Linked DNA regions of Mus musculus: regions 1, 2, 3, 4 and 6 are each linked to region 5. A link is a contact called in public Hi-C, HiChIP or PLAC-seq and promoter capture Hi-C data. All regions are on one chromosome and are shown on one strand. The core of a region is the stretch at or near the end of the contact, and the rest is flanking DNA. Distances in the headings are between cores, read along the strand shown.

The links. Promoter capture Hi-C pulls out the DNA fragments that hold promoters and counts their contacts. Hi-C and Micro-C count contacts between places; a contact is called where the count stands out from the background. HiChIP or PLAC-seq counts read pairs in DNA pulled down with a chosen protein or histone mark. Capture Hi-C pulls out chosen DNA fragments and counts their contacts.
Region 1: an HNF4G HiChIP or PLAC-seq map of pancreatic cancer cells shows a contact between it and region 5. The contact joins the promoter of Cdc14b here to the promoter of Ercc6l2 in region 5. A contact is called at or near these places in 1 of 39 promoter capture datasets (neural stem cells), 1 of 115 datasets of contacts at active chromatin or transcription factors (pancreatic cancer cells) and 1 of 9 other capture datasets (adipose tissue).
Region 2: a contact with region 5 is called in an HNF4G HiChIP or PLAC-seq map of pancreatic cancer cells. The contact joins the promoter of Prxl2c here to the promoter of Ercc6l2 in region 5. A contact is called at or near these places in 5 of 484 Hi-C or Micro-C datasets (CD4 T cells, erythroblasts and muscle stem cells), 2 of 115 datasets of contacts at active chromatin or transcription factors (memory CD8 T cells and pancreatic cancer cells) and 1 of 9 other capture datasets (liver).
Region 3: a contact with region 5 is called in a promoter capture Hi-C map of adipose tissue. The contact joins the promoter of Slc35d2 here to the promoter of Ercc6l2 in region 5. A contact is called at or near these places in 2 of 39 promoter capture datasets (macrophages and neutrophils), 1 of 484 Hi-C or Micro-C datasets (CD4 T cells), 1 of 115 datasets of contacts at active chromatin or transcription factors (effector CD8 T cells) and 2 of 9 other capture datasets (adipose tissue and liver).
Region 4: a promoter capture Hi-C map of embryonic stem cells shows a contact between it and region 5, with 2.3 times the contacts expected there. The contact joins the enhancer-like site here to the promoter of Ercc6l2 in region 5. A contact is called at or near these places in 13 of 39 promoter capture datasets (the 3T3-L1 cell line, 3T3-L1-derived adipocytes, the C10 cell line and 8 more), 2 of 484 Hi-C or Micro-C datasets (cerebral cortex and embryonic stem cells), 5 of 115 datasets of contacts at active chromatin or transcription factors (cardiomyocytes, embryonic stem cells and stem cell-derived neural progenitor cells) and 4 of 9 other capture datasets (adipose tissue, liver, macrophages and 1 more).
Region 6: a Hi-C map of uterus shows a contact between it and region 5, with 4 times the contacts expected there. The contact joins the enhancer-like site here to the promoter of Ercc6l2 in region 5. A contact is called at or near these places in 15 of 39 promoter capture datasets (the 3T3-L1 cell line, 3T3-L1-derived adipocytes, the HPC-7 cell line and 10 more), 2 of 484 Hi-C or Micro-C datasets (cerebral cortex and uterus), 6 of 115 datasets of contacts at active chromatin or transcription factors (the 230-238 cell line, cardiomyocytes, embryonic stem cells and 2 more) and 3 of 9 other capture datasets (adipose tissue, liver and pancreatic islet).

The regions. Positions count from the first base shown.
Region 1 is chr13:64,272,590-64,276,348 of GRCm38.p6, forward strand. It overlaps Cdc14b (CDC14 cell division cycle 14B), which reads right to left and starts at 2,399. Exons shown (of 14, transcript NM_172587.3): 1 at 2,002-2,399. The coding sequence starts at 2,161.
Region 2 is chr13:64,310,157-64,314,082 of GRCm38.p6, forward strand. It overlaps Prxl2c (peroxiredoxin like 2C), which reads right to left and starts at 2,554. Exons shown (of 6, transcript NM_025370.3): 1 at 2,337-2,554; 2 at 2,111-2,179. The coding sequence starts at 2,528.
Region 3 is chr13:64,127,879-64,131,932 of GRCm38.p6, forward strand. It overlaps Slc35d2 (solute carrier family 35, member D2), which reads right to left and starts at 1,452. Exons shown (of 12, transcript NM_001001321.3): 1 at 1,308-1,452. The coding sequence starts at 1,429.
Region 4 is chr13:63,505,821-63,509,647 of GRCm38.p6, forward strand. It overlaps Ptch1 (patched 1), which reads right to left. Exons shown (of 24, transcript NM_008957.3): 24 at 2,508-3,827. Among named protein-coding and RNA genes, the nearest start is that of Ptch1, 58 kb to the right of the region's middle. Within about 2 kb of position 1,416, at least 6 of the 459 cell types and tissues checked have an H3K27ac peak or open chromatin away from gene starts, as enhancers often do.
Region 5 is chr13:63,813,597-63,817,627 of GRCm38.p6, forward strand. Ercc6l2 (excision repair cross-complementing rodent repair deficiency, complementation group 6 like 2) reads left to right here and starts at 1,644. Exons shown (of 19, transcript NM_001013608.3): 1 at 1,644-1,921. The coding sequence starts at 1,879.
Region 6 is chr13:63,524,213-63,528,329 of GRCm38.p6, forward strand. Ptch1 (patched 1) reads right to left here. Exons shown (of 24, transcript NM_008957.3): 16 at 2,935-3,077; 17 at 733-916. Among named protein-coding and RNA genes, the nearest start is that of Ptch1, 39 kb to the right of the region's middle. Within about 2 kb of position 1,514, at least 14 of the 459 cell types and tissues checked have an H3K27ac peak or open chromatin away from gene starts, as enhancers often do. A contact at or near this core is called in uterus, where this site is marked.

The sequences.
Region 1 (3,759 bases), core at 1,149-3,648, 460 kb after region 5:
GAATTTACTCACTGAAGGGTTGCAAGCCTTGTCCCCTGGAGCTAGTGCAGCATCTTGCTCTAAGTCTGGATTGCTCCATTATCAAGGCTTGTAACTGGAGAGTATTTTGATTTTGTGCATAAAATGCACAAGCGCCTTCAGTATTACTGACCTTTTTAAACATTATTTCTTTGATGACTTCCTCAGGAAGGCTTGCCAAGTTACACTTTATCCCCACGAAAGAGAAAGATTTCCCCCAACGCCTGGGGTCAATATTCTTTTGGTGGGTCCTAGCTCAGAGCTGAAGAGCTGGTCTAGCATGCACAAAGGCCCTGAATGTTCGCTTCAGATCCACTAACAGTTTTTCTGACTGAGAACTGCCTAAATCTTACAATTTTTTTCTTTTTGTTTTGAGACAAGATACTCTCTACATAGATCCTAGAACTCATTAAGTACACAAGGCTGACCTTGAATTCACAAAGATCCTCCAAAGTACTAGAATTAAAGGCATGGGCTACCACACCCAGCCTTACAATTTTTCTTGTTGAAAATCACCTAAATATTCAACAGAGAACTGCCTAAAATGTTCATAAAACATTTAAAACTATAAACGCGTTTAAATCCATAAACATTTTTTATAGTTTAACCCTTTAAAGCCACACACCCTTTGGCTTACAAAGCATTTAAAATCAAATGAGATTTTGAACACATCAATTGGAGGCTAGCATTCTGCTATGAAGTACCGTGCAGAGCAATGCAAAAATCAATCGTATACCATCCTGCATGGGTTTGCAAAGAATAGATACATATGTGTGCCAGTGGAGGATATTTCTGGAAAGATTCACGAGAACTTGGCAACATCTGTTACATTTAGGGGGCACTTCTTTGTCTTTGCCACAAAGTTTTCTCAGTATACTCTGTGTATCTTTACAATTTAGAGCTATACGAAAATAAGTTTGCCCCATACAAAAAAAAGAGCAGAAATAATGTGCAGATTCAACCAGCACGAAGTCTCTGGAAGGAACCCGGGCAAGGGTGTCTCCTCCTTCAGGGTCACACACCGGTAGACCTGGGCAGACACTAGTCAGGGGCTATAGTTAAAACAAGTCCTTCGTCTTCCTCCTTCAAACGCTAAAAAAAAAAACCCTTTCCTCTCCTCTCAGCTTCCTTTAAAAACCGGTCTTACTTTCTAGTTGCCCATTAATCTAGAATATACTTTCTACTAAATTTGTTTGTCTAAACACTTCCTAAATAAATAAATGTCACCAATCGAGAGCCCACCTAGCAAAGTCCAAGTTCAAGTCTTGGAAACCTTTTCTAAAAACCCCACCAAGAGGTGGACACCATCCGCCCCAGAAAACGCGGCACCTTCCTTCAACCGCGCAGGCAGCTATGCAGCTGACAACGCTTTTCCACGTACATCAGTACAACGAAGGCAAAGCTCTGGCTTCTCTATCAACCCCAGCAAACCGAGCGGCTGCCAAAACGGATTTCTTTCGTCTTCAAGAACTGAGACACCAAGAAAAAAAATCACCCTCGAAAGCGGCTATTCTACCCGCTCCGGCTGGCGGGGATTTCTCAAAAGTGACACCTCTGAGCTCTTAGCACGCTTGGTGGTTCAAACGCCATCAACGTGACACCTTTCTGGAGGCACGAGAGGGAGGGCAAAGATCCCTCAGGAGGCCTGAGAGGGCGCGACAGCGTGGGGGGCGGGGGGGGGGTGTCGGACGGCCGGGGGCTCGGGCCGGATCCCACGCGTTGCTAAGGCTCAGCGAGGCTTTGGGCCCTCGGGACAGCAAAGACCAGCGGGACTCAGCAGAGGCTCGGACTCGCGTGGGAACAACCGCGCCGGCTCATCCCGCGATGAGGTGGGTTCGAGGGCAGAGCCGCCCCGCTCCCGAGGCCGGACTCACTTGCAGGAGTGACCCCTCGGCCCATCTCCGGTAAAGTTGCTACCGCGGGCGCACGGGCGACTAGAGGCTCGAGGAGGCGCGAGCCTCGTGGGGGTGTGGCGGGGCTCACCCGTGATGTCCAGGTACAGGTCGTCCTGCTGCTCCAGGCGGTGCAGCTCCTGCGGCGTGGAGCTGCGGCTCTTCTTCACGCCGGGAGAGGAGGACGAGCTGCGGCGTGAGCAGGGGGGCGCGGTGGCCCAAGCCGAGCGCCGCTCGCTCTTACGCTTCATGGAGGCGGTCGCGGCCCGTCAGGGGACCGCGACCATGGCCCGGCAACCCGGCCCGGGTCCTCGCGCTGCGTCTCCCGCCGCCCGCGACCCGGGGGCCCCACAGCGCTGGCCGGTGGCTGGAGCAAAGCGCGCGCTCCCTGGGACGCTGCTGCCGTGGCGTCCGAGCTCAGCGGGCCGCGGCTCCCGGGGACCCCCAGGAGGGATGTTCCGTGGAGCTTCATTCACAAAAAGAAGGGCCCACAACCCTCCTCGGGGCCTACCGGCTCGGGCCGCTCATTGGTCAGTGCGGCGTGACGTCACGCAACTGGAGCCTTCCTACAGGCAGGTACTCGGTGACGCCATAAAGAAAAGTCTGAGCGCTTCCGCCAATCGGGCAGAAAGCGTGCTGGCGACCCCCTTGGTGGGACCCCTCTAACTTTTGTCTCTTGTGTCCAGGTGTTGACGCCTCAGTCCCCAGTTCCTCGAGTGAGTCTCCGAGTTCCTGCACAACCCTACCCTAATAACTCCACTTCGGATCTTTGAGATGGAATTTTTTTCTTTTTTAAGTGTTTCTTGGGTCTCCCCTGTAATTCGCGCCAAGGGAGCCTTGTCATGGCCGCCTGCTAGGAGAGTGTGTAGGCTGCTGAAACGGTCCTCAGCTCTGTGGACGCAAGGCAGAGTGGACCTCAGAACTTAGAAGTTCAGACCAGCGCCGTTTTCCCACCTATCCGATCGGATCGGATCGATAAGGGCTTCTTAGCGTCGGTGAAACCACCTGGAGATGCGATTTACCGCGGTGGTTTGAACCTTCCGACACCTCACCTCGGAACCCAGGAGCGCGCTAGCTCTCGCTGTGGGTAGCCGAGGTGGCCACGGTCCGACTTAGCACGAAGTGTTGGAGCATGTGGCCAGCTGAGCAAACGGCCTTTTCTCCTTTGGGTCTGCAGTGGTACCGCCCCATATTTTGCTACTGGGTTAAAAAGATATCAGATCTTTCTGGAACTTGACCATAGCTGCCATTTTGAAGAGCCCAGCTTCACGGTAGCATCTACTTGGGCGAGGAGACTGGAAGCAGTCGGTAGTCCCAAAGTCCCCATCGGCAGGACTGTAGTCAACAGCGATTTAGTCTGAAAGGGAAGTCAAGAGTCAGAGGGATAAATTTCAGTCCCTCCTCCCCTCCCCCAAAGAACCTCTCAGAAATGCAGATTTCACGAAGTTCCTTCCCCTAGGGAAGGCTTCTTTTGTTTTGAAGCCCTACCTTAAGCCTGCTGCTTCGGAAAAGATAAGATATGGGACTGGCTTTCCTTAGCCAGGGGCCCTTAAGAACCTGCTTGTTCACCTTTCGGGTTTCCATAGGACATCAACGAAGGCCTTACATTTAAAATGTCTGTAGTGTTAGCAAAAACTTTTGCCCAGGAAGAGAAAGTCCTTCACACGGTTCCAAGGACTCACAGTAGAAGGGCCACCAAATGTCACAATCAGAAATTTTATGAAAAGTTTTTTTTTTTTTGGTTTGTTTTTTTTTTTTTTAACCACCACTATAATCCATAGGATTACATGGAAGAAAGTGTTCCACTACACAGCCCAGACTGGGCTGAAAATGGCATCTGCCTCTCCAG
Region 2 (3,926 bases), core at 1,304-3,803, 500 kb after region 5:
TTTGTACACTCTCGACACAAACTGTTGAGCATCGCTTATCATTAGAGACATGAAAACAGAAATGAGGTATTCCTTCACCCTAGGAGAGATGCTACTAATCAAACAGAAGGAAGTATCGGTGAGGACATGGAACAAAGAGGATCTTTACACGGTGCTGGTAAGAATGAACTGAACAGCTTCTACAATCAGGGCAGTACAAGGGTTCTTCCAAAACTTAAAGAGAACTGCCACGTGATTCAGAACTGCTACTGTGGGTGACACAGCCGAAAGAATTAAAATGAGCACGCCAAAGAAACCCCACACTTCCATGTTCACCGTAGCACCGTCAACACCAGCTGAGGTGAGGAAGCAACTCAGGTGTCCATCAGTGGACAAATGCATAAAGTGTGGTACCCCAAGAAGTAGCATCCAACCATAAAAAAGAAATTGGTTCTGGTTTTTCCGAAACAGGGTTTCTCTGTGTAAGAGCCCTGGCGGTCCTAGATTTGATTTGTAGGCCAGGCTGCTCTCTAACTTTCAGAGCTACTCCTGCCTCTCTCTGCTTCCTGAGTGCTGGCATTAAAGGCATGGGCCAGCAAGCCTGGCTGAGGGGTTTGTTTGTTTTTGTTATCTGTAAAACATGGAGGCCATTCTGCTGAGTGAAATAAGCCAGGGACAGAAAGACAAACACTGGATGACCTCACACGGAATACATACGGAGTCAAACATTATAACTCATGGAAGTAGAGAACAAAACAGTGGCTACCACGGGCTGGGAGAAAGGGGGTGGAACACACTGAAACGTGCTCAAAGGGTACAATTTCAGGGAGACATGAGCAAGAGGGATCCTTTTAGAAATGTGCTGTCCAGCACAGTGACACAGTTACTAGTAATGTGCTACTCCAAAATCACCAAAAGCCATCTACTTTAAATGTTCTTTGTGAGGGCTGGAGAGATGGCTCAATGGTTAAGAACACTGACTGCTATTCCAGAGGTCCTGAGTTCAGTTCCCAGCAACCACATAGTGGCTCACAACCATCTGTAATGAGATAGGATGCCCTCTTCTGGTGTTTCTGAAGACAGTGACAGTGTACTCATATAAATAAAATAATCTTTATATGTTCTTTGTAAGCACATACACATCATGTTTATTGCTTCATTATTCACAATACAGAACCAGTGTGGGTATCTGCCAGCAGATGCATGTACAAAAAAAACCCAAACAACCCAACAACAACAACCCCCCACATCACATACACACATAAACGCACACATACACACACACTGGGAAATGTAATCAGTTATGAAGAATGAGGTAATGTTTATGAACTGCAGGAAATGAGTGGAAATGGACATTATGCCAAGTCAAACAAGCCACAGACAGACAAATATAGTATTGTTTTCTCTCACATGCAGAACTAGGCTTAAGTTTATATGCACATATTTATGTAGAGTAGAAAGGGTGTTGTGAGGATGAGGTCTAGATGCATGAGGGAATGAGAGGGTAAAGGAATATTAAGAAGACAAAGATGACCAGTGTGGCTCTGGAGGAGGGAAGCAGCAAGAAGGGGTGACCACATATAATAACAGAATAGGCATGTATGAAAATATCACGAGACCCATTTCTCTTTATGCTGAGTAACTTATGCCAACAATATTAAAAATGTTTACAACGCAAAGATGCTTCAGTGTATTATAAACAAAAGGAATAGAAGGGCAGGCAGAAGTTTTTAATTTTTTCCTCACTCATCCTGTAAATGTGTGCTGAAAATAGATCTTAGTTTTACAAATGCCCAGTGTCTTCAGTTACAAAGCTCTTCTGGCGACTGAAGAAAAACGCAAAGCTGCACTTTTAATATACGTTACATTTTCCTATAATGGATTACTATTTGGGTTGTAAACACAGTTGCTGTCTGTGTTTTGATTTTTTGCGTTCTTACGCAACATTTTGACACAGGCATTTTTACCAGGTAAAATTATGGTAGTCCGATCCCAAGAGGGCGCAAAAGAGCGCATTAGGACAGAAATAGACCCCCGTGGGTCTCAGCAGCCCCAGAGGATGAAGGAGGGGCCACCCACCCACAGCTCACCCCCACTGCATCGGCCGCTGTTGCTCACTCGGGAAACTTACTCGGAGGACGCTCTTGGGGATTTTGGCCAGATCTTCGACATATTCTTTACAGACGTAACACAAGAAATGCTGAAAGGCAACCATGCAGAAGAGCACGTCAACAAGGTAGCAGCCAGGTTCCAGAAGGTCCGGGCGGTCGGTTCCAGGCGAGGTGCTGCACCCGCCGCGGCCCAGGATCTGGGCGGCCAACGAGAGGCACTTCCCCTCCCGCCCTACCCGTGCTCACCCTCACAAACACCACCACGGCTCGCCGCTCTCGGAACAGCGCTCCGAACGTCACCCGTCTCCCAGACGCGTCCAGCACGGGCAGCTCCGCTACGGCGGCCGCTAGCGGCTGCCCGCGCTCTGTGACCGAGCCAGCCGGGCTCGGGACCCGGCCTGCGCAGCCGCTGACCTGCCGCGTCACCGGCGCGGCCATCGCGGAGGAGGGCGACCGCTCAGGTCAGCCACCGACCGCGGGGGGCGGGGTTAAGGGGGAGGGGCGGGGCTGAGACTGGAAAGGCGGGGTCACGAGGGTGAGGAGGGGACTGGAGGCGGGGCCACGCGGGGCCGACCCTTCGGAGGCGTGGCCACAAGGGACGCTACGGAGCTACAGAAGGAAAACACTCCAAACCGTTCTTCCAGTTTGAATACCAAGGGAGGGGACAGTGCTATGGGAGGTGCGGCTGAGGCACTCCCTCTTTCTACTGCCTACAACACTTTCCAATAAAAATCATATTCTTTACAGTCGTAACACAGGAAATGCTGAAGAAGGACTGGAAAGATAGATCAGGGGTTAACAGCCCTGGCTTATCTGGTAGAGAACCAGGGGGTTCAGTTTCCAGCATCCACATAGCAGCTCACAACTCTAGTCTCAGGGTATCTGATACTCTGGCACCCACAGTAGGCACTGTTCAGAGTGCCTACTGCTCTGAAAGAGGACCCAAGTTAGATTCTCAGTTCCCACATCAAATGTTCATAACTGCCTGTAACTCTTGACACTTTCTTGGGGATTCTGCAGGCATCTGCACTCACACAGAAAGAGTGACAGAGGAATGGAGAGAGAGAGACAGAGGAGGAGTGGGTGGGGAGGAAGAAATTAAAAATAACAGTTCATTAAAATTTTTAGATTAATAGCTGAGGCTGTGGTGGTGCACGCTTTAATTCCAGCACTTGGGAGGCAGAAGCAGGCAGATGGCTGAATTCGAAGCCAGCCTGGTCTACAAGACAGGTCTAGGACAGCCAGGACTACACAGAGAAACCCTGTCTCAAAAAAAAAAAAAATAACAAATAAAACTTAAATTACATTTTATTTATTTTGTGTGTGTGTGTGTTGTCTCTTTGTGGGTATATACAAGTTCCTCTTGTGTGTGGAAGTCGAAGGACTTTTGGAAGTTGGCTCTCTGCTTCCATCGTGTGGATCCCAAATATTGAACTCATGGCAAGTGCATTTATCTACAGTGCCATCTCCCAGGCCCAGCACCTGGCATTTGTAATCACCGCCTTACATTTCCCATTCTGTATTCCCTTTTCCCAGAGAAGCCACTTCAGCTGGTTGTGGGTCTTTACCCGATACAGTGACCAAACTCATTTCCATTGTCTTTAAACATTCTATGGGACAGCCTGTTTTCCAGACACTTCCTTAGTCCCCTGTTCTCCTCAGTAATCAGGACCAGTCATTGTAGGCAGAGCAGTAAGTCCCTTCTATGCCTGTTTCTTCAAAGGAGACCACAGAAACAAATAAAGCACGCACAAAGAGTGCATACAAGAAAGAATTCCTAACACAGTTAAGGCTTCTATCCTGTAGGTGGGTTCTATTTGAGTCAACCTTTGATCT
Region 3 (4,054 bases), core at 202-2,701, 310 kb after region 5:
TGTCCCCGCCCTCCTGTAAAGTTCTCCTGGGGGTCTTCTTGGTACTTGGTCACTCCCTTCCAGTCATCTAGCCAAGTTGACTTTCTCTCTGCTCTTCCAGGAAGCCAAGCTCTTGCTGCTCTCTTCTGCCTGATGTTCTGGCCCCAACCTCTGACCCTCTTCTCTCTTGGGTCACATCTGCAATGCTTTATCAGTTCTTGAACCTGTTTGTTGTTGAAGTAGAACTTCCATCGAAGATGTTCCACATGGTCTATACCATTTTTTCCACAACATACCATGGGATCAGCATAGTAGGTACTCAATAGTATCTGTTGGACTTACAACTTGTGGACCCGATATGGATCTGAGTTTTCCCAAATATAAGACAAAAAAAAAAAAGCAGAACTGTGGGGTTTACAAAGAGCCCTGGGTTGTGGCAGCTCAGGCAAGGCCCTAGGAGGTTAATACCATGCTTATAGTCAGCTAGGTTCTGCATCTAAGGAAAATGCTAAGTATGGCCAGGGAGCAATCACCCCTGGGGCCAGATTTAAAACCACAGTTCTCTCCGGATTCAACCACAGAGTAGAATTAAATAGGATATTATTATAGTCTTTACAAATAAGTTCAAAGAAGCACAGAGTTGCTGGTGCATTCCACTCTGATCTTAAAAAAAAAAAAAAAAAAAAAAAAAAAAAAAAAGCTGATCTTGTAAACTTCTAGTTGTTCTGATTATCCAGAAATACGATGGTTATTTGAGAATGGATGATTAGCCTATATAAACAAACCACACAAGTCCAGATGTAATCGGTGGAACATGCATTTTTGTTTTGTTTCGTTTGTTTTGCTTGGAGCTGGAGATGTATCTCAGTGAAAATGAAAAGCCTTGGGTGGCTTCCTCTGTACAAAACAGGTGTGGTGTCACACATGGAAGGTGGAGACAGGAAAACTATTAGGTAGTCCAGAAGTTAACCTGGGGTGCATGAAATCCTGTCTCAAAAACACCACGAAGATTAAAAGGTAATGATTTGCTCAAAATACATTTATGTTTATGATGTTGTAACCTGTAATAACAGCACTAGAGAGGCTCAGTCATGAGGATTTGAGTTCGAGGCCAGCGTGAACTATCTGATGAATGCCTGTCTTAAAATAAGTCGTCACTTTTTTCTCAGTTGCTGAACTTACTTAATGCTTGCAAAGGTGGCTTTTAAGTTCAGCTGGTGTATGTTCTTGATCCCAAGTGGACTTTGTTGGGTAGTGACTTGGTAAAGGCAGAGCACACTCGGCTTTCCAAGCCCCGGCCACCCTGCATCCCTCATAACCAGCCTCACCCGTATGTGGTCAGCAGCGCCTTGTTGACCAGCACGATGAGGAAGGAGCATGTGCCATAGAAGAGCGCCGACAGCAGCCTGGCCAGGCGAGAGGGCAACGGCGCCGCGTTGGGCTCCTCCATCTCTGCCCTCCGCCGCCCGGCCCAAACCCAGCCCGCGGTCCCGCCCCCAGCGGCCCGGGAAGAGGGTGCGGCAGGAACAGGAAGAGCCTGGGCGCGAACTCCGACCACGGCCCGCCCCGCACCCCGCACCCCGCACCCCCGCACCACGCACTGGTGCTTCTAGTGCGCTCTCTCCTTGGAGGTGTCCACCTCCCGGGAAAGCCGAAAAACTGCCTTAGCCGGCACCCCCAGAAAGGCTGAGGTTCGTTTCCGTTTTTGTTTGTTTGTTTTTAAAAAGTATAATTTATGTCCTACGGGACGCGCCTGATTAGTGAGTTACAGATGCGTTCTTGACAAATGAACAGAACCAAGCAAACACGTAAATCTGAGTACAACATCCCCACAAAGGGCAAGAGTCCCCCTGAGTACTTAGGGTGTATCAGCTGTGGTGCTGGGCTACACCTCCCTGCGTGTGTTCAGAGCGCCCCCATCTACCCCGGTGGTTGGCATGATGGTAATTCCCAATTTACAACTATTACTAAAAATGCTTCCAGGCATACTTCAAGACAAGTGCTCGTGCGGAACGCTTCTGTTTCTCGTTCATAAATGCCTAAGACTGGCATCCACCATAAATGCCATGTATTCGGCTTCTCTTCCTCTGGACACTTTTGGTAAATTCAGGCCTCCCTCACAAAAGGCCCACTTCTCCCTAGGACAGCAGCCCCAGGATCCCTGGTTCTTGTGAATAAAAGCTCAAAGCTGTAGAACGACTCTCAAGTTTGTTCTCATGTTCAGATGTATTGCACTTTGATCAGTATTAACTTGCATTCCACAGCCAAAATAGTGTTTTTTTGAGTTCTGACTGCACACACCAGTGTTAGGTCCAAAGGGCTCCTCATTCCGTGGCCAAAGCGCAGGCTCACTGACTTGGTTCAAAATTGAGTATAGGCCCAGCTCAACCTGGACCATGGGAAGATTCCTGGCAGTTGGATAAATGCCAGCAGAAACAAACAATCCATAGCTTAGGGGAGATCAGCGGCTTGGTTTGGATAGGAGAACATGGAGGTGTCCCCGGTCCATCTGTGTGTATCTCTTCTGGGTGTTCTGCATTGGGGGTATTGAAGGGGCACAGAAAACTGCCAACATGACCATTCTCTCCATCATGTACCACTGAGGTGTGTTGTAGGTTAAGAAAAAGTACCCACACCGGGCGTGGTGGCGCACGCCTTTAGTCCCAGCACTTGGGAGGCAGAGGCAGGCGGATTTCTGAGTTCGAGGCCAGCCTGGTCTACAGAGTGAGTTCCAGGACAAGCCAGGACTATACAGAGAAACCCTGTCTCGAAAAAAAAAAAAAAAAAAAAGAAGAAAAAAAAAAGTACCCAGAGCAGAAGGAGAAAGAAGATGGGGCTGGTGAGATGGCTCAGTGGGTAAGAGCACCCGACTGCTCTTCCGAAGGTCCAGAGTTCAAATCCCAGCAACCACATGGTGGCTCACAACCATCTGTAACAAGATCTGACTCCCTCTTCTGGTGTGTCTGAAGACAGCTACAGTGTACTTACATATAATAATAAATAAATCTTTAAAAAAAAAAAAGAAAGAAGATGGACTTGCAAGCAGTCTAGGCATGGCCAGGGAAGTGGGAGGGGATAGTGGAGATAGCAAGAGAGAGAACAGAACATAGAGAGCACTAGGAGAGAGCAAGAGAACAGGAAAAGAGAGTAACAGGTTATAAAGGGGATGAGGAGCTGGAGGGGACATGGCAGGCAGGAGACTAGGTAGAGACTGAGGGAGCCTGGAGGCCTATGCATCACAGAAACATGTCAATGGAGCCACACGTCCCTTCTGAGGAATGCTGGCTTTTATCTTACTGCCAAAATCCTCCTATAGTCCAGGTTGAGTTGGGCCTAGACTCAATTTTGGTGCCCTTTTGATCAGTGCCCTTTTGAGGGAAACTGGGGTACTCTTTGGACCTGACAATCAGGGCAGGGAAACCTTGAAAGATCAACCAAAAACAACTCAGGTGAAAAGAAAACCTAATGGGTCCTTCGAAGGATGATTCTAAACACCACACCCTTGAATAAAAGGAAATCTCCACTCATTACCCTAATTTAAGACCTGAGATAGGGCTGGCAATATTTAATATTAACTACACCAGAACCTCATTCATCTTTGCTAACCAGGTTAGCAAAGTATAGAAGACACTTGCTACCAAGCTTGAAGCCCTGAGTTTGATCCTTAGAACCTACACGTTGGAAGGAGAGACCAATTACAAAAGTGATCCTCTGGCTATCTATCTCCACACGAGCCATATAGCACATGCACTTGTGTGTGTGCACACACCCAAACACTGCATAACAAATGTTTTTCTTTTTCAATTAACTCCACTAATGTAGTTTAATAAAAAAATAAAATAAAAAGGACATGAGTGCTCTTAGGTATGATGGTTTGTTGTAGACAAAAGGAAGATATAGCCAGAGGCAGAGACATCTGGGAGGGTCCAGAATAAACATGACCCTGAACCATGCCCAAGTGAGGAGAGGGAGGGAGAGGGAAAAGCCAGGAGACTAAAAGGCCAAAATGTCTGTATTATATAGGGAAAAGCAACCCAGCTTCTGACTGGAGAGTTCAGGGTAGGGGCAGGGTATG
Region 4 (3,827 bases), core at 166-2,665, 310 kb before region 5:
TAAAAATGAAGTTATTTATTAGCTATACATTAATTATAAGACATATAAACCAGCTGACAAGATGGCTCAGCAGATAAAGGTACCTGCTGCTAAGACTGACAACCTGAGTTTTATCCTTGGGTCCACATGGTGGAAGGAGAGAACTGATTTCCATAAGTTGTCCTCTGATCTACACACACACAGTAAATATAAACATTTAAAAACAAACAAACAAACATAAAACTAGCAGTTGATCTTTGTGTTCGAAGCCAGCCTGGTCTACAGAGTAAGTTCCAGGACAGCCAGGGCTACATAGAAAAACTCTGTCTCCAAAAACCAAAATAGGGAAAAACAAACAAACAAACAAACAAACAAACAAACCTTAAAACTGGATGGCGATCAACCATCATCTTGTGGGACAAAGCATGTCTCAACAAAAGCTTCTCTCAGTCCGGGTTCTAATTAATGCTAGTAATATTTCCCATGCTCAGATTTAGAAAGTCTACATTCTCCTTGAGTTGAATTTGGAACCAAGTTAGCATTGTTTATGACACTCACTGCAGAAAGGCTTAAGAACAGATCTATCAGCACTTCTATCAGAAGAAAAGGTAACCCTTAACTTCTTTCCTAGACTGTCTCTATTATGGAGGTAATTAACTGAGTATTTGATTCTCATGTGCTTTGGGGCTGTTTCTCAGCAACATTTCACTTTGTGTTTTATAACAAGTGGCCTGGGGCAGTGATTACTTAGGCTAGCTGCCCAGCAAGCCCTCAACATCGAGATTACAAATACAGCTGGTATATGGCTTTACCTAGATCCTGGGGATTGAACTCAGGTCCTCATATTTGCACAGCAAACCCTTTCTTACTGAGCCATCCCTCTGGCCCAGCTGGAGCTCACTGTAGGGTGTGAGTTTGCCTCTTGGGTTTCTATACAATGATCCCAGGCACCCCTGAGATGCAAACTCAGGCCCAGGGTCATTGTAAAGTACATGGGATGTGGCTGATTCCATCCTCACTCACCCAGTGACTCCACCACCATTCTGACCTTCAGACATCACCCTCAGAGAACATTTATTCTAATTTAGTTTATAGATGACACAGGATTCCAAAGTTTCAAGGGATTTGCCCTCAGTTGGCCAATTGGATGCTGGGAAAGCCTCTAGGCAGGAAGGGAAGACAGAGGTCCCTCATCCCCTGCCTATTATATCAGGGGTACATAGCCTCTGCTGAGGTCCTGCTCACAGCCGTGTGGGACACAACACTGGGAAGGGAGTTCCTGGGCCGAGATTCCCAGACACAAATGTGAGGTTTACAGGTCTCAACTTTTTCCCACAGACGAACATGTGTTTTTGTGGAAAGACCACACAGCAGAGTCGGGACTGCTCTGTTATTTCCAGATTCTGGCCACTCAGCCTGAGTCACAGAGTGCCAAGGCCACATTAGCCTGGAGGAATTTACAAATTGTTCCTACTCTTAAGAGCACACTCCTGGGTTTCTCTCCCACAGAACCCTGACTCTCAGTACCACTGGACTCTGGGTTTTCTAGCATGCTTCTAAGGCATGCTGACTGAAGGACCACACTTGAGTAGCAATGGCCCAACACTTCCTTGCCTTAAGAGGACCTGGCAGATTTCTTCCTGAAGACCAGAGAGCAAGTATTTCAACAGTCTGCAGGTCAGTCAATCACTATTGCACACCACACAATTCTGCCACTATAGCGTGAAAACAGTCATGAATGGTGCGTATAGACAGATATGGCTGTCTCCTGACAAATCCACACAAAACCAGGAGGTAGTCTTGGCTACAACTGGCTGATCCTCCCTCTAGGACACGCGCTTAGAATGGTTTGAGCTTCCAGGTCTTCTGGAGCATATATTTACAATCACAAAAACAGGTGATCAGGAGAAACGGGTGTTAATCTCTACTCATGTTTTCCTCATGTATGATGAGGTTATGATGAAATCACATCACTGAACCCTTTTTAAAAAAATCACCTTGTAGCAGGCCAGTGAGCACTCCATCATCAGCTGTACCAGGTCAGTTAGTGCTATGTCATCAGCTATGGTGATGCTATTGTATTTAAAAAAACTTCTCAACTATGGTGATGCTATTGTATTTAAAAAACTTCTCAACTTTAAGTCAGTGTCTCTTTGTGTGTCTGTGTGTGGGGTGTGCACGTGTATGCAGGTGCCAGTAGAGGCCAGAAGAGGGCATCAGATCCCCTGGAGCGTGAGGCAACAGTTCTGAGTGGCTCTCTGTAAGAGTAACTGTCACTCCTAACCAACCACTGATTGACCTTTGCAGGGGTCACTTGTGTTTACACTGAATTTGGCTGTATTCACTTCCCGCGTGCCTACATAGAAAGGTAAGAAAAGGGAACGCTCAGAAGAGTCATTAGGTGACTTCCCCAGTGTCCACAAAATACACATAAAACAGCTTCCGTAAGGCCAGCAAGAAGAAACGAACAGACGGCCTGGAACTTCTTGTGTATATGTAGTTTAAGAAACATTCTAGAAACAAGCACATAAACCAACAAGTTATATTATCTTTATTCATGTTAGAATTTCTATCAGTGTTTGAACATTAATATTTAGAGAGTTTTGTACATTTTCATCTGAGAACCGCACTAGGTCACCATGTTCACACCGATACTTTCCAATCACATGGATCACTGCTCACGTGTACTCTCCTAACACTGTTAAAACATACTCTCTTCTCTCCCTTGCTGTCATTTATAACGAAACGTGTCCTCACACCCATGTCTCAGCAAAGTTCCAGACATTATGGATTTCATCACATATAAATTCTTTAAAAATATACTTCTGTCGAAAGACTTGATGACTACTATGTACACTACAAAAATAAATTTTCATATAAATAAATTATATGGCATACTTTCATCTTTGTAATTGAAGTGACACAAACTCATTTCCACCCAAATTGGCAGACGAGACCCAGTTTGAATATTTATTTCCTTTAAACTCCTTACACTAAAACCTACCATGAGTCCTTAATGTAAATGTTATATACTCTGAACTATTTAACATTAGTAAGCACTCTATACAAATAAAACTTCTGTTCAAAAGTAAAACATAACTGCAATAAGTGTTTCCAATAGAAATAAAATCCCTGCAATTTTTTCTTCTTGTTATAAACTGGCATGACAAATTCTGGAGGACATTCTTATGATACAAAATTATAAATATCAGCAAAGATCTTTTCTTTTACAAATTAAAACATCCAAATGAACAAACAATACAGACAAAATAAAACTATGAGAGAGACAGACAGAGACACACACTCTCTGACTTTAGTCTCCTGCCAGCTCTGTGTCCTTCCTGCCTTGGCTGATGGGACTCATGATGATGCACAGAAGCCGAGAGGCTGTACAAACTTCCTTCTGCCACATGCACAAGGCTCAGGCATGAGGGACACAATCAAGAACCACAGCCAAGGTGGCTTCCGCACTCTACATCTCCCTCCTCAACTCAGGGTGCAAGATATCCGAGCAGAGCTGGTGTTGGGTAGGCAGACAGTGGCTTGACAGGCATTAAGACAGTAGCAGTGGATGGCCAGGGCTTCTGGCGCGCACGCGCACACGGATATACAGACAGACACAGACACACACACACACGGTAGTCACAGGTGGCTTCCAATTAGTACCTTACAATTTGGGGGATAAATTTTAGGATCTGAGGGCACTAGATTATTGGTACTACTAGGGACCCATCTCCTTAAATTTTTCCATGAAGGATAGGAGGGATTCAGGGAAGCTGCATGCAGACAGAGTACATTCCTCACAACAGCTTCCATGAGCACTAGGCTTCCTTCCTCTGAGACAAGTC
Region 5 (4,031 bases), core at 394-2,893:
AAACATGCTATACTACAGTTATATTTTTGTAGTCTAAATTGTCTTAATGTTTGCTGTGTTATCAATTGTCAGTGGTTTTGCATGCAATATAGTCAATCCAACAACACTTATACTGACTTCAGAAATATATCACAATTTCACCTTGAAGTAACTGGCATCCTAGTGTTGGAGGTTTACAACATCAGCATCCACACAAGAGGATGACAGGCAACCGACAAGAACAAAAGCTACCCTAAGGGCAGGATGCTTAACCTTTAAGACATGTTCATGTTATGACTGTTCCCATTTCATTAAACAGGACAATCATGGCAATGCAGTTACATAAGAGACACTCAAAGGTGAGGAGTCGTCTTGTTAGCTAGAAGGATATTCCTTTAACAAGGTGATTTCTTTCATTTCAATGTTTATTTTGGATTTATCAAATCACTTGTAGTTTCAGTAAGGCCTTACATCTTAAACCAACAGGCAAAGGCCAGCCTGGTCTACAGAATGAGTTCTAGGATAGCTAGGGCTACGCAGTGAGAAGGCCTGTCTCAAAATCCCTGCCTCCCCCCAAAATTTATTTAACTCTTTATTTTTTGCAGTTACTCCCCTTTATTCAGGCTGTTGTTACTAGCTAAATCAATATTCCTAAATGTTTCTCTTTATAAAGCTTTTCCTATTGCTTTGCAAACAAGTGACACTCTTAATATAGCACTCCTTTGAAAATAGTCTACTAGTCTTAGTAGTATCTGCAAAGAATGGAGATCTCTTTGTTGAATAGGCATATAGTATATACAAATAAGATCCTCCAGTAGGCAGGATAATGATCCCCAAGAGGAATTTGTGTCTCTAAATCCAGGAACCCATACATGTTATCTTACATGTCAAGGGGCCTTTTCTGATGTAGTTATGAGTGTACACCTGAAAATAAGATTATTCTGGTGAGCTCAAAACAAACAAACAAACAAACAAACAAACCCCCCCAAAACCCAAACCCATTGTGGAAGGCTCAGGAAATGCACTATCCTTGGCTTTGAAGAAAGAGGTCAAGCCAAGGAGTGGAGATTCTTCCACTTTCTAGGAAGGAATGCAATTTCTCTGACTTCTGGATTTTTAGCTCTACGAGACCCGTACACAGGCACAGTGGCCTAAAAAAAAAAAAAATCACAAGAATTCGACATGAAGAATACATTTGGCTTCACGAGCTTGTTCAGGAGATGTTGGGACAGGCAAAATCCATTCAGCTCGTGCGCAGAACGCTGTGCTGGAGGCAGCAGGCTGCGTGGTGTGTGCTTCTCTCTCAGGGCGAGGCACAGTCGCTGCTCTTCTCAGATGGCGAAGAAAACCGAACCCCAGGGGTTGCCTTGTTTGTGCACGAGTGAGTTACGATAAAGTAGGCAAACCCAAGAAAACGCCCTCTTAAGGCTCGCCTCCTGAAGCTCCTAGACGACAAGGCCACCACAGTGTCAATGGTCTGTGCAGGGCTCACACTGTCTTTTTCCGCCCTGGGAGGATGTCACACACCTCAGGTCGTGGACTCCCTCAGCGAAGAGGGTCGAGGTCGCCGACTAATGCCAAATCTCGCGATATTTGGGACGTTCGCGAACTGCGCGAGGCTGACCTCGTCTGGAAGGGAAGCCGCTTCCGCCCGCTGAAAGGCTAGTCCATCTTCTCGCGATATCTGGAGGGAGGCGAGCGATGGAGCGCAGAGGCGCTCGTTCTCGCGGGATTTACGGGCTCTGGCGAGCGTTGGCTGGTCGCTGAGGTGACGCCGCCGCGTCAGGCCCCACATAGCGCCCCCCGCTCCGGGCGGGCGATGCCCGGCAGCCGGCCCACGTGCCGTGCTCTCCTCGCCGCCGAGAGCGGCGGGGCTGCCGGGTGCCTGCCCCTAGCCCGATGGACATCTCCGCCCCGCAGTCCCGCGCAGACTCCCGCAAAGGTATGAGCTCCGAGCTCGCGCCTCTGCGCAGGCACACGTCTTCAGGGCACTTCCGGAAGCGGCTCCCGCGTGCTTCCTGTGATTGACAGCTGCGGGTTTCGAACTCTTGCCCCGCGGGAAGTCCTCGGCTTTGCGACTCAGCCGCCTGGACGAAAGAATTTAGTGCTGTCCCTCACAGTTACTCGCCGAGCAGTGGGAACAGACTCCTCATCTGTAAAACGAGGACTATTGCTTCTTGTGACTATTAGATGAGATGAGATGCAAGTGACTCCACTTTTGACCCTTGGCGTTCAGTAAATGTCATTTTTGTCTTTGTATATGCCAGTTATTAGTCAATAGCAGGGATCTGTTAGGTAGATGATCAAAGGCCTATTTATTTAGTTTAGTTCACTTACATGGCGTATTGAAGCAGAATTTTGCCTCTAGTAGATCACCAAGAGCTTTTGAAAGTGCAGTTATCTCACAAGCCATCAGGGATGCAGACTTGCCCTCTAGCTTTTATTAATAAAATTGATTGATATAACAGATTACAAACTTTGTGTATATGTGTGCATCAGGCATGTGAAAGTCAGAGGATAGCTTGGGTGAGTCAGTTCTCCTTATGAATTCAGAGGCTGGAATCCAGGTCAGCAGTATTAGCAGCAAGTTGGCTTACAGATGGAGTCAACCTTCAAGCCCTGACAGAACAGATTTACAACTGAGTGTTCTGTGCCCAGGAATCATTGGGTAAATCTTGCTCTTCCTTTGAGGAAGATATCTCATGAAAGTAAGCAGGTGCTCAATGCTAATTTCAGGGTAAGCAACAAACCTTGAACTCGTAGGACTAAAAATTGGTCATGTCATAATTAAGGGCCCACAAATAGAAATGCCTTTATGAATCTGACTGCTAAAGGCAAATGGTGGATCTTCTAAGTGACAGTGATGGGACTGCTATGTTTGTTCCTTGATGCTATTAGAAGATTTAGTCACTTTTGGTATTTTAGGGGGAAAATTGCTGATGGGAAGAACAGATCACTCAAGAGTGTCCAAGAAGGAAGTATGTTTCCTATGTTGGAAGCAAACAAAAAAGGCACTTTGGAATTGAGAGAGGCATCCCAATCATTAGGAGCAATACCCCCAGTCCTACCTTTCAGAGAAAAGTCCTCCCTTGATCAGCAGTTCCAATCTCTGTAGTAACAGAATCATTATTCCTGACTCCAACTTTATCTATTTGGTTCTAGAAATAACCCAAACTCAGGTACAAAGGTGCCCATAAAAGATGTCCTGGTGTTTTCCACATACATACAGGTCTACCTGAAAATTTTTTCTGAAATGTGTCTCCCAATACTTCTTTTCCATAGCACTCTGTTCTCTTCTTCCAAAGCACCTTTTGCCATTATGTTTATGTCTATGAGTTTTTTAGGGGCTATCTCACTAGATCAATAATTTGTTTTCACTTAAAAATTCAGCTTATAGCCGGGCGTGGTGGCACACGACTTTAATCTCATTACTCGGAAGGCAGAGGCAGGCGGATTTCTGAGTTCGAGGCCAGCCTGGTCTACAGGGTGAGTTCAGGACAGCCAGGGCTACACTGAGAAACACTGTCTCAAAAAAACAAAACAAAACAAACAAAAAAAAATCAGCTTATGCTTGTTAACTGTCTTTTGTGTGTTAGTCTAAGATTTTTTCTTAACTAGAAGAGCTATTGTTTCAATATGTATTATTCCAATAGATAAAGAATCAGACATTTAGAATAGTTTAAGTATATTTAAACTACTGATATACAGAATTTTTTCAAGAGTTTTTTCAATAAGTGATGGTACCATGTACTAAGGACAAAGTCATCGAACTACTTACTAAATCAAATCTGATGTTGCCTTTTAAAATACAGGTTTATTAGAATACAGCCATGCTCATTTAGTTATTGTCTGTGACTGATTTTTTTCTTTAAAGAGTAAGAGAATAAATGGTCTCTAAACTGTAATTTAACAAATAGCTAGTAGTTGCCTATAGAAAAAGTTTGCTATCTCTTGCTTTCCAGAGATGTTGGCATAGAGAAAAATTATATTTTTGTTTGTTTCAGTTTCTTTGTTTTCTTGAGACAGGGTTTCTCTGTGTAGCCCTGGCTGTT
Region 6 (4,117 bases), core at 264-2,763, 290 kb before region 5:
ATTATAATCTCAACTATAAATTTTCATTAAGACAAGCCTTGGCTGCTTGCCACCAGGCTCTGGGGTTTAGGTACAGGGGAGTTCAGACCGCTGCCTGCCCTGGTTGCAAAAAGGACCCGTCTTCTTTCTCATGTCTTCTCTTGGCCCAATATCCAAAGCATATGCTGCTACTAACATCTCTAACATAAATGCAAATTAAATCCACACAGAGCCACCTTTCAAACCCCAGGCTTAGAGGTGAAGGGAGGGAAGAGGAGAGCACGGATGTATACAGACTTTTCCTCTCCAGTTTAAACAGCTCTGACAGAGCACAGGTGCTTGGTGGCTTATAGAAATGACCCAACATGCCAAAAATCCCTTCAACACCACAGTTGACAAAGTTAAGATAAACACACAATCCCTAGCGATAAAACTCGGCCATAGTAAAATAACACTCGATGTGGAGGTATCTTCAGCTTTCACACAGAACAGCTGGCATCAGGAGAAATGCCTGGAGTTAGAGCTGCAAAAGGGGGTTAGAAACGCTCACTTCTCAACGTGAGAGCGCAGGGCTGTGTTCCATTACACACCCTCATCTGTCTCCCAGAGTTTTAAAGCAAAAGAAATATATTGTTCTATTTACACTTTTGAACCCTGGGTAGTGTCAACGGATGGGGCTGTTGCTGAGCTCCAGGCAGTGACTGAAGGAGCCTCCAAGAGCTCCCAGCCTCTCAGGATGGGAGTGCTACTTACTTCTCAGCCTGGTCTCTGGCATGTAGTCGGCTTTGTCATGGACCCACTCCGGCCGGTGAGGCCGGATGTTGGCCTGGGAGGCAGCGTAAGCTACAGGGTCGTTGCTGACCCAAGCGGTCAGGTAGATGTAGAAAGCGCTCGGATTAATGATGCCATCTGCGTCTACCAGACGCTGTTTAGTCAACTACAAAACGGAAAGAACAGAGGTCATTCAGGGCGGGCTGTGGGGTAAACACACTCCTGCTGGGAGAGCAAGGCTTTGTACCCACATTTCCAACAAGCAGTAGAATACCCATGCCTCCACAGTGCCCCAGTCCCACAAGAATACCTTTGATGTCTTTCAAAATACACTTATTGGGGGATGCAATCACCAGTGTGTTTACAGCAAACACACGGTTCCGCAGATGGCCCAGGAATTGGCTGAAGCAATTAAATCTGAATGCTAAAAGAGACTGTCTGCAGCCAAGGCGGGGAATGAACAATCTGGAAAAACATATTTATAGGAGGGGCACGGGGGGAACCTGGCAAGCATCCCTATCCACGTCTGTGTGCAGTTAACCTCTGTTGTTAACACTGAAGGAAATACCACCCAGTAAATGGAGGGAGCTATAAAATAAAACAGCATCTGTATAAATTTTGCTAACACAGCCTCTGATGACCTGTGTATTCAAAAAAAAAAAAGCCCATTGCCAGAACAGGAAAACAAAGATGCAAAGCCAGGGCCCTTCTGAGGAATATTACTTCTGCACCTTGGTCAGATTCAGTGGCCACATCTGCTCCCTCTACAGTAGGTCTTGTGGGCTTTGCCTGGGTCAAAGCCACTACGAGACACAGTGTGGATTATATATATGGTAGATACATCAAAAAAATTTCCTGTTTACTTTAGACCCAGGCCTCCTTCCAACGTTTGGTCTTTCTTAACGAACACCAGTGACAGGAGTTCACAGAGAAAAGAGTGGGGGAATAAAGAGCGTGGAAGAGACCGGGCGGGGCGGGGGGGTGGGGGAGAGACAGGCAGAGTAGACTGCAGGGATCTGGATTCAATTAATCCACAGGATCTCTAACAACTGTAGGTTTTCAGACTGTCTCTGGAATTACATAGCACAGCTCCTGGCCTCTACGTATGCAGCGTGCTCTTCTTTCCCCCAGGAGAGGAAATGATATCTCAGTGCCTGGACCCCACCACAGGCGTCCCACAGATTCCCTGATCTCTAACTCCAATTCAGTCCGTCCCTGCTATCCTCTCAGGCAGGCTGGTCTGCCGTACCCTTGTCAGGCCCGACAGCTCATTGCACGCCACTATAAAGCATCAAACCTCACACTCCACAATGACTCTGAACAATGTACTTTGTAAATCTGTCACCTTTAGTGCCAGCAAAAGGGAGAGAGGACAATATGCAGAGCTGACAAGGAGATCATTAACGAGATGTTTTCTGCCTGAGGATAGGAAACTACCAAGAGCAAAGAGGCCTGGGACTCACCCCAAATCCAGGGTGCAAATGCAACCCCTGAGGAAACCAAATGGGATATGCTAGAATCCAAGTACTTTGAATACAAGATACTATCCAAAAGAACAGCTTTCAACATACTGTGGCGTGAGCTGCATGGGGAGGTTGCATGCTTCTACGCCTGCTTACGTTTGCTATATTCAAGAGCAGGTAGCTGCCCACACCTACACTCAACATCTACTGCTGAGGCCAAGCTGACCCCAGAAAGCATTAAATAACTAATCCATCCTCAACCTCTAGTGACTTTGCTCATCTTCTAAGCCACCCACCTACCCAACCTCTGTTCAAATGATTGCTCTCCAATAAACCCACCATCCCATGTCTGAATATAACTGAGACCACTATACTAATGTATTTTCATATAACACATATTTCAGTGTTCAATAAACTCTGAAAGCCCAGTATGGGTTGGTGCTTCCCACCACTGGGAAAAGCACACAGTGTTAACATACTGTATTTTTGCCCATTGCTATTGTGTTAGAGGCAACACCTGTCTGTCCCCTCCTCTTGCTTGACAGGCAGGGAAAGGGAAGTTTTCTGGCTAGCTCAGAGCCAGTTCAAGCTTCTTCCTACCATCTCCTATCACTTCAGGTTCTCATGGGACACAAGGTGGGATTATACACTGCCAGCCCTATTCCATGGGTCAGCTGCCTAGATGTAATAACTGCTCAGTGTCCTGAAACATCGGGAATACCTGACTAATGTCGATGGGCTTGTCTCGGCTGCCAGTCTGCACCAGGAGTTTGTAAGCGAGGACCCCGTCATCTGATCCATTTTTATAATTGTTTGGCATGATCCTCCCAGTTTCCCAGTCACTGTCAAATGCATCCTGAAGTCCTAGAAACAGAAACATGTGCAACACATTAAAACCTGGCCTGAGAGCTTTGGTCCAGAGGGATTAGGCTGAGGACAGGAGGCAGGGTAGGCGACTTGTCTGCAGTTTTCTCTCACTTAAGGAAGGACTCCTGATCTGCTAGTGAATGAACTGTGGTGCTAATCAAAAGATGCTCAGAGGGAAGAATAAAACACACACACTTTACTTAAACTAAGGAACGAAAGCCCAGGAACAAGACAGATGGCTTAGAGCTGCTGTTCTTCCAGTGGATCCAAGTTCAGACCCCAGAATCCACTCTGGAGGGCACACAACTGCCTGCAACTCCAACTCTAGAGATAACTGTCTCTTTTGGCCTCTACACGCACATCACACACACACACACACACACACACACACACACACACACACATCTTTTAAAGAAAACAAGCAAAAAGAAGAAAAGGAGAGGAGGGCACGGCAGTTCATGACTTTAATTGCAAAACGGAGGAAGCAGAGGCAGGCAGATCTGTGAGTTCCAGGACAGCCATGGCTGTATAGAGAAACCCTGTCTTCTCCAAAAGAAAGGAAGGAAGGAAGGAAGGAAGGAAGGAAGGAAGGAAGGAAGACTGAATGAGAGAGTGGGAAAGGGAGGGAGAGAGCAGGTCTCATTATGTATCTCTGCTTGGCTTGCACCTTGACTTCACTATGTAGATCAGGCTAGCTTGGAACTAACAAATCCACCTGCCTCCCAAGTGCCAGGTTGGCCTCCCCCCACCCTTCTTCCTGACTAATTGTAGCAAGAGAAAGCAAGGGGAAAAGACACAGACCATATCCATTAACCATTTCACGCCACACAGGGAGATAGGTCAGGAGTTCCTCACCAAGACCAGAAAATCCACCCCAAGCAGAAAAAAAAAATCACATTCAAGCTCCCAACTTGGCTGCCCCTGGAGCCAGGGTGAGGGAACACAGCTCTGTCAATCTGATCCATCTGTTTGACTTGTGCAGCTAATACAAGCTGTGGGACCTGCTGCCAGGCCATGTAAAGATCACAGCCAGCACC